Regions from separate parts of the Anser cygnoides genome. Here region 2 is linked to region 1. A link is a contact called in public Hi-C data. All regions are on one chromosome and are shown on one strand. The core of a region is the stretch at or near the end of the contact, and the rest is flanking DNA. Distances in the headings are between cores, read along the strand shown. Region 1 holds the start of LRP1 (LDL receptor related protein 1). Region 2 holds the start of LOC106049825 (inhibin beta C chain-like).

Region 1 (3,248 bases), core at 46-2,545:
GCCGAGGTGGGTGCTAAAAGGGGGCAGCGAAAGCTTCCCCCAAATCCCCCCATCGATAAATTGGGCTCCAGGCTGCCGCCTTCGCCAGGCCCTTCCCATCTGGGCTAGAGGGAACCCGTCAGCGGAAAGCTGCGCGAGCCAACTCAAAACCCCAAATCTCCGGGCTTTTAAGGGGGGGAAAAAAAAACAAAAAAAAAAACAAAAAAATCAGGCTCCCGCCCCACGCATTAAAACGTCTCCAGGAACTTCTCCGCCGGCGGCTCCCCGCTGGCCGGGGCTGCCGGCTCCGAGCCCCCGGTACGGCGCGGCGAGGCTGCAGAAGAAGGGGGGGCGAGCAGATCAATCCCGGCAGGGGCCAGACGTGCGCAGCCTGAAAAGGAGCCACTCGGTGCGGGGCCACCGGCCGGCCCCGTTACCGGCCCCGTTACCGGCCCCGTTACGCAAGGGCCGGGGGGGCCGCGCTGTCACCGCAGGGCAGCCGCTGCCGCTCGCAGAGGGAAAATGGGGGCGGTGGGGGGGGTGTCAGGGGAATAAAAGCGGGGGGAGCTGAGGGAAGTTACCGGGGGGGGGCCGGGAAGGAGGGGAGGCCGCCTGCTGCAGGAACTGGGGGGTCCCTTTATTTTCTCCGCAGAAGCGGGGACCCGCGGGGCCGCTCTGCTTTGTCGCAGCGGGGCCGCCGGGGGAAGCGCCGCGACTGCAGCGGCCGGGACCGGCCCCAGCCCCGCTTCGGCCCCGGTCCCGGTCCCGGTCCCGACCCCAGCCCCGGCCCCGCTCCTGTCCCGGCCCCCCTCGCCCCCCGGCCCCAGCCCCGCGCCCCCCCGGGTCCTGAGGGCGCCGCCAGCGGCCCGGGCCCGAGCGCAGCCCCCGCGGCGGAGCCCCCCCGGCCCCAGCCCCGGTCCCGGTCCCGGTCCCGGCCCCAGCCCCGCGCCCCCGGTCCCGGCGGGCGGCTCCGCTCCGCAGCGCGGCGGCGGCGAGGGCCGGGGCCCCCGCGGCGGGAGCGCTCCGCAGCCCCCGGGGGAGCCGCGGCGGGGCCGAACCGGGCCACAGCGGGCCGAAGCGGGCCGCCCCGAGCCGTACCGGGCCGCCCCGGGCCGCGCCGCCCCCCGCGGCCCCGCACTCACCTTCGAGGGCGCGGGCGGCAGGGGCGGCCAGCAGGGCCAGCAGGCACCCAGCGAGGGGCAGCAGCAGCGGCCCCATGCCGGCGGCTCCCGGTTCCTCACGCCGTGCTGCCCGCGGGGCGGCGCGTCCCGGGCCCGCGCACCGACATCCGCGGAGGGAGGGGGCGCGGGAGGGCGGGGGCGGGCAGGGGAGGGCCGGGCCGGGCCGGGCGGGACGGGGGGGCCGGGCCGGGACTGGGGGGGGGGGTCGGGGGAGAACCGGGACCCTCCGGCCCTGGGCGGCGGCGGCGCCGGGGGCTGCGGGGCGGGGGCGGGGGCGGGGGGGGCTGCGCGCGCCGCCGCCGGGGGATGGAGCGCGCGCCGCCGCCCGCCTGACGTCACCGGGCTCGGGCCGCCGCGCGGGGGGGGGGGGGTTGGGGGAAGGGGGGAGGAGGGGGGGGGGGGGGGGGAGGGGGGGGGGTCCTACGCGGCGGGCACGCATGCGCGGGAGGTGCCGGGGCTGCGCCCCCCCGGCGGGGCGGGGGTGGAGGGGGGGCAGGTACCGGGATGGGGGTTGGGGAGGGGGGCGGATGGGGGGGAGTAGGGGGCGGGGAGGGGGATGGTATGGGAATAGTAGGGGGGGGGGGGATGGGGATGGGCATGGGGATGGGGTGGGCATGGTACGGGGATGGGGATGGGGATGGGGATGGGGATGGGGATGGGGGGGGGATGGGGATGGGCATGGGGATGGGGATGGGGATGGGGATGGGGATAGTATGGTATGGTAAGGTATGGTATGGGAATAGGTATGGGTTTAGGTATAGGTATGGTATCGGTATGGGTATGGGTATGGTGTAGGTATGGGAATTGGTATGGGCATGGTATGGTATGGGAATAGGTACAGGCAGAGGTATAGGTATGGTATCGGTATGGGTATGGGTATGGTATGGTATGGGAATAGGTATGGGCAGAGGTATGGGCATGGTATGGAATGGGAATAGGTATGGGTATAGTATGGGAATAGGTATGGGCATGATACGGGTATGGGTATGGGTATAGTATGGTATGGTGTGGGAATAGGTATGGGCTTAGGTACGGTATCAGTATAGGTAGGGGCTTGTTGTAGGTATGGGAATGGGTATGGGCATGGTATGGTATGGGAATAGGTATGGGCAGAGGTATGGGCATGGTATGGAATGGGAACGGGTATGGATAGAGGTACGGTCATGGTGAGGGGATGGGTATGGACATGGTGTAGGTTTGGTATAGGTATGGTATGGGCATGTGTAGGTATGGACATGGGTATGGTATCAGCAGGGGCATGGGTATGGGGGACAGGGGCATGCTGTAGGGACGCACATGGTATGGGTACGGTACCAGTGCTGCCCGCCGCCCCCACCCCGCAGCATGAGGCCGTGGCCCCAGGCCGTGACCCCCAGCCCAGGGTCCCGGCAGCGGGGTCCCGCGGGGGCCAGGCCATATTTTGCTCATCCAATGCTGGGTCCTGAGCGCGTGGCTCACGGTCGGAGCCGTGCTCGGGCTCAGCGCCAGCTCCTGGCAGGGGGATGCGCCGTGAGCCCACCTGGGGGGGCCACGGGCAGCGGCTCCGGCCCCAAACAGCCACGGCATTCCTCTCACCTCACCCAAACATCCTTTTCTCCACAGGGAACGTCTCATCCCTGCCCCGGATGTTTGTTAGCAAGAGTCTCCGTCACCGCGATCTGCGTTTTGGGCCGGTCGGGGCGGCAGCCGCGCTGCTGGTATTTGCAATGCTGCCGAGGCCCCGGGGACCCACCCAGGCTGTGGGGCTGGGGGCAGCGCGGACCCCCCAGCCCCACTGACCGCGGGGCTGCCCCAGCCCCGTCCCTCCTTCATCGGCTGCACGTGCGTTCCTTCAGCACCCCCTGGGCAGCGGCCCATCCCTCCACGAGCACCGCGGCCGTGGCTCTGACGTCAGAGCCAGCGCCGTGACGTCAGAGCCAGCGCCGTGACGTCATTCTCCTCGCCGTGCCGCTGCCGCACGGGGCTGAGTCTGGGTGCCACAGGGGCCAGGGCAGCACCAGGCACCCACCCTGCGGCCCCTCTGTGGCAGGAGCCGCCCGCGCCCCCCCCCCGATGACGTCAGCAGCCACAACGATGACGTCACACGCC
Region 2 (3,469 bases), core at 65-2,564, 190 kb before region 1:
TCCGACAGAAACGGACAACGACTTAACGAGACCCCGCAGCCTGTCCTTGCTCCCACCCATCCCCTTGCCCCCACAAAACGCTGAGAGGAGCCTCGGGGTCTCCACGGTGCTTCCCCTCCCCGTGGTGAGGGGTGAGCTGCTCGGGGCAAGCTCAGGACGTGGGTGCAAAGGTTCTGGCCACGGAGCATCTCGGTGCCGGCCCGTTAGTGCCTGCAGGCGCTCAGCGCCCCTGCGCGGGGCTCTCAAGGTACCCGTGCCCAGGAGGAAACCTCTCAGCGCCTTCCCCGCATCCCACCATGCCCCCCACCCGTGGGGTCCCGTCCCACCACGCCCACAGGGCCCGGGGGTTCTGCACACACCTGACTCGGCAAAGCTCAGGATCTCGTAGTGCTGCACGCCCGGCACAGGGCGTGGGTAAGGGCCGCCGCTGGCACGGAGCACCCCTGGGGCGACGGGCGCGTCGGCGCGCTGCACCCGCATCCTGCGGAGAGCGGTCAGCAGGGCGCCCCGGGACGTGGGCTGGGTGATGTTGGGCCTGTCCGGCAAGCGGAGCTTGGAGAGGATGCTCTGCTTCGCCAGCGCGATGAGGATGTCCCGCTGCGTGGCAGGGGCCAGGGCCGCCAGCCCACAGGCTGGGCACCACACGCCCTTGGCAGCTGCCATCCTCAGAAGGCTCAGGAGCAGGAAAGCCACCGCGGCCGTCATCCCCGGTGCCGGCAGCTGACAGTTCGGGGGTCCCAGCACACCGGGTTCCTTGAGCCGTCCCGATAAGCCCAAGTCAAACTGGGACAGCAGAGCCGGGGCCGGGAGAGCGGAGGTAGGGCAGTGGTGCTGGACCCGGCAGGAAGGGCTTGTTTTCCCGATGTGACCACAAATATTGGCTGATCCCGGGCGAGATAAACGCCCCTGTGATCCCACAGGAGCCTTTCCTGGGCACGGGGCAGCCGCGGGTGCTGCTCTCCCCGGGGTTAAGGTGGACCCGAGCGGTGGGTGCTCGGCCCGTGCACCCGGGGCGCCAGCGCCCGCTCGGAGCTGGGGTTTGGGGCTGTGAATGGGGGGCACCAGGCCAGGCCCGTGACGGTGCCCTGGGGTACTGCTGGGGGGGGGTCCCCAAGCTGTGGCAGCCCACCCGTGAGTGGGGGTCTCCACGTGTGCTGAGGGGAGACGGGGGGGGTCCCTGTGGTGTGGGGCTGCTGGGCAGCTGGGGGGGGGCGTCTCTGGGCACACAGGGGGGCCCTCACCAGGCAGCGGGGCGCTGCTCACGGAATCCAGGGGAGATCCTGGGCAGCCAGGGGGCATCCCTGGACAGCGGGGGGAGAGGCTCTGGGCAGTCGGGGGGGGGGTCTTGGGCAGCTGGGGGGGGTTGTGGGCAGCTGGGGGGACCCTGAGCAGTGGGGGGGGGCTCACTGGGCAGCCAGGGGGGGCTCTGGGCAGACGAGGGGGACTCCTGGGCAGCTGAAGGGGGGCCTGGGCACCTGGGGGGGTCCTGGGCAGCCAGGGGGGCTCTGGGCAGCTGGGGGGGGGGTCCTGGGCAGCCGGGGGGGCTCTGGGCAGCTGGGGGGGGGGGTCCTGGGCAGCCGGGGGGGCTCTGGGCAGACGGGGGGGGGGGGTCACTGGGCAGCCGGGGGGGCTCTGGGCAGCTGGGGGGGGCCTTCACTGGGCAGCGCGGAGACCCCCGGATAGACCGGGGGGGGGGGGGGGGGGGGGGGGGCCGCCCCCCCCCAGCCAGGAGGGGCGGGGCCACCGGGCGCGAGGGGGCGGGGCCGTCAGGGCAGCCCCGCCCCCGCTCCTGGCCCCGCCCCCTCCGCTGGGGCCCCGCCCCCTCCAGGCCTCCCCCGCACCAGGGGGCGCCACCGCCCCGGTTGCCATGACAACGGCGGCCCGGCGGGAGCGCCGCGGTGACGCGGCACGCACGGGGCCGTGACGCGGCGCGTAAGGGGCCCGCCCTCCGTCCCCTCCCCTCCCCTCCCCTCCCCGCCCCGCCCCTCCGCCCGCCCCTCCCCCTCCCTTCCCGTTCCGGTCCCGCCCCGCCTCCCCCGCGCCGCTCGCCCCGCTCCCCCCTCCCGCTCCGCCGCCCCGCCCGGGCGGCCCGCGCTGGCCCAGGCCCGGCCCCGGGGTGGCGGCGGCGGCGGCAGCAGCCCCGGCCCCGGCCCCGGCCCCGGCCCCGGCCCGGCGCAGGGCCCGGCCCGGCCCGGTGAGTGCGGGGGGACGGGGGAGACGGGAGGCCGGGAGCGGGAGCGAGACCGGGGCGTGGGGCTGGGAGCGGGGCGAGACAGGGAGCGGGGCCGGGACCGGGATCGGAGCCGTCGGGGCGTTGGGCCGGTCCCCCTCTCGCTGCCCCCGGGACCGGCCCGGCCGCGGGTCTCCAGCCTCCAGGGCGAGCCCCGGCGGCGCCCTCCCGTTCCCCGCCGGGTCCCCGCCACCGGGAGCAGCCGGCGGAGCACCGGCAGCGCGGTTCCGCCCGGCCCGGGGCCGCGGCGGCTCCCGGTGGAGGCGGAGCAGCAACAGGTGAGCGGGGCCCGGCGCCGCCATGGCCGCGGGCCGCCCGGTTCGGTGGCCCGGGAGCACGGGGAGGGGATCCCGGCCCGCGGCGGCGGAGCCTTCGCCTCGAAACCCGGCCCTGGAGCGTTAACGGCCCCCTGCCGGTAGGGAGCGGGGAGCCGCTGGGGTGCTGGGGGGCTCCGCGGGGGGTGCGCTGGGGGTTACCCGGGGGGTGGTGCGGTGGCTCCACGGCCTCTGTCGCGTGGCGGGGGTAAACCCTCGCCGTGCGTTGTGCCGGGAGGCGCCGGGGTTCGGTTCTTCCGAAAACCCCCGGGCGTCGGGGTTGCCGCCGGCTCCTGCCGGGGCGGCGTTCCGGCCGCGGGTCTCCCAGGTAAGCGGGTGCTGCGCCCAGCGGGCCCCTTCGTCCCCCTGAAACGGGCTCGGAGGTGGCCCCCGTGAGCTCCTCGCGTGGTGTGGAAGTGGATGTAACGGGGGGGGGGGGGGGCTGCTACCTCTCTTCTGTCCCCCATTTTGTGAACCGCTTTTTCATCCCTTTCCTTACGTCCTTTAGTTCCTTGCGTTCTGTATTACATCTTTCATGGATAGCGACCTTTTCCAGTTATTGTTCCTTCTGGCCTCTTTCTGTTTAAGAAGCTGAGCCTGGGTCTCTGCTGCTGCACTGGTCTCTGGTCCTATAAGGGGCTTGATAACTTCTCTTTCAGAAGCCACAAGAAGGGTGTGTGCCTTTCAGAAGAGAATCCAACCTGTGCCAACACCTGGTCGATAGGCAAGGCTCTAGCCAGTTGATGCCTGGTTTATTGAGGGAGGTCTGCAAACCCTAATGGGTTTCTGCTGTCACTTTTGTTATGGATCGCTCTGTTAGTGATCAGCTGTTAGGCTGCAGAGACTCTGAACTGGCCTGAGCTCAACTGTGTCTGCCCTGCCTGCTGTCTGTATACTTTTCTGTCTTTTATGAGGCTTCAGTGCT

The links. Hi-C and Micro-C count contacts between places; a contact is called where the count stands out from the background.
Region 2: a contact with region 1 is called in a Hi-C map of liver, with 12 times the contacts expected there. The contact joins the promoter of LOC106049825 here to the promoter of LRP1 in region 1. A contact is called at or near these places in 2 of 7 Hi-C or Micro-C datasets (both in liver).

Annotation. Positions count from the first base shown.
Region 1 is chr32:3,278,313-3,281,560 of Taihu_goose_T2T_genome, reverse strand. LRP1 (LDL receptor related protein 1) reads right to left here and starts at 1,295. Exons shown (of 89, transcript XM_066985784.1): 1 at 1,122-1,295. The coding sequence starts at 1,197.
Region 2 is chr32:3,467,771-3,471,239 of Taihu_goose_T2T_genome, reverse strand. It overlaps LOC106049825 (inhibin beta C chain-like), which reads right to left and starts at 1,314. Exons shown (of 2, transcript XM_013202247.3): 1 at 360-1,314. The coding sequence starts at 1,299. It overlaps R3HDM2 (R3H domain containing 2), which reads left to right and starts at 2,038. Exons shown (of 24, transcript XM_066985446.1): 1 at 2,038-2,194.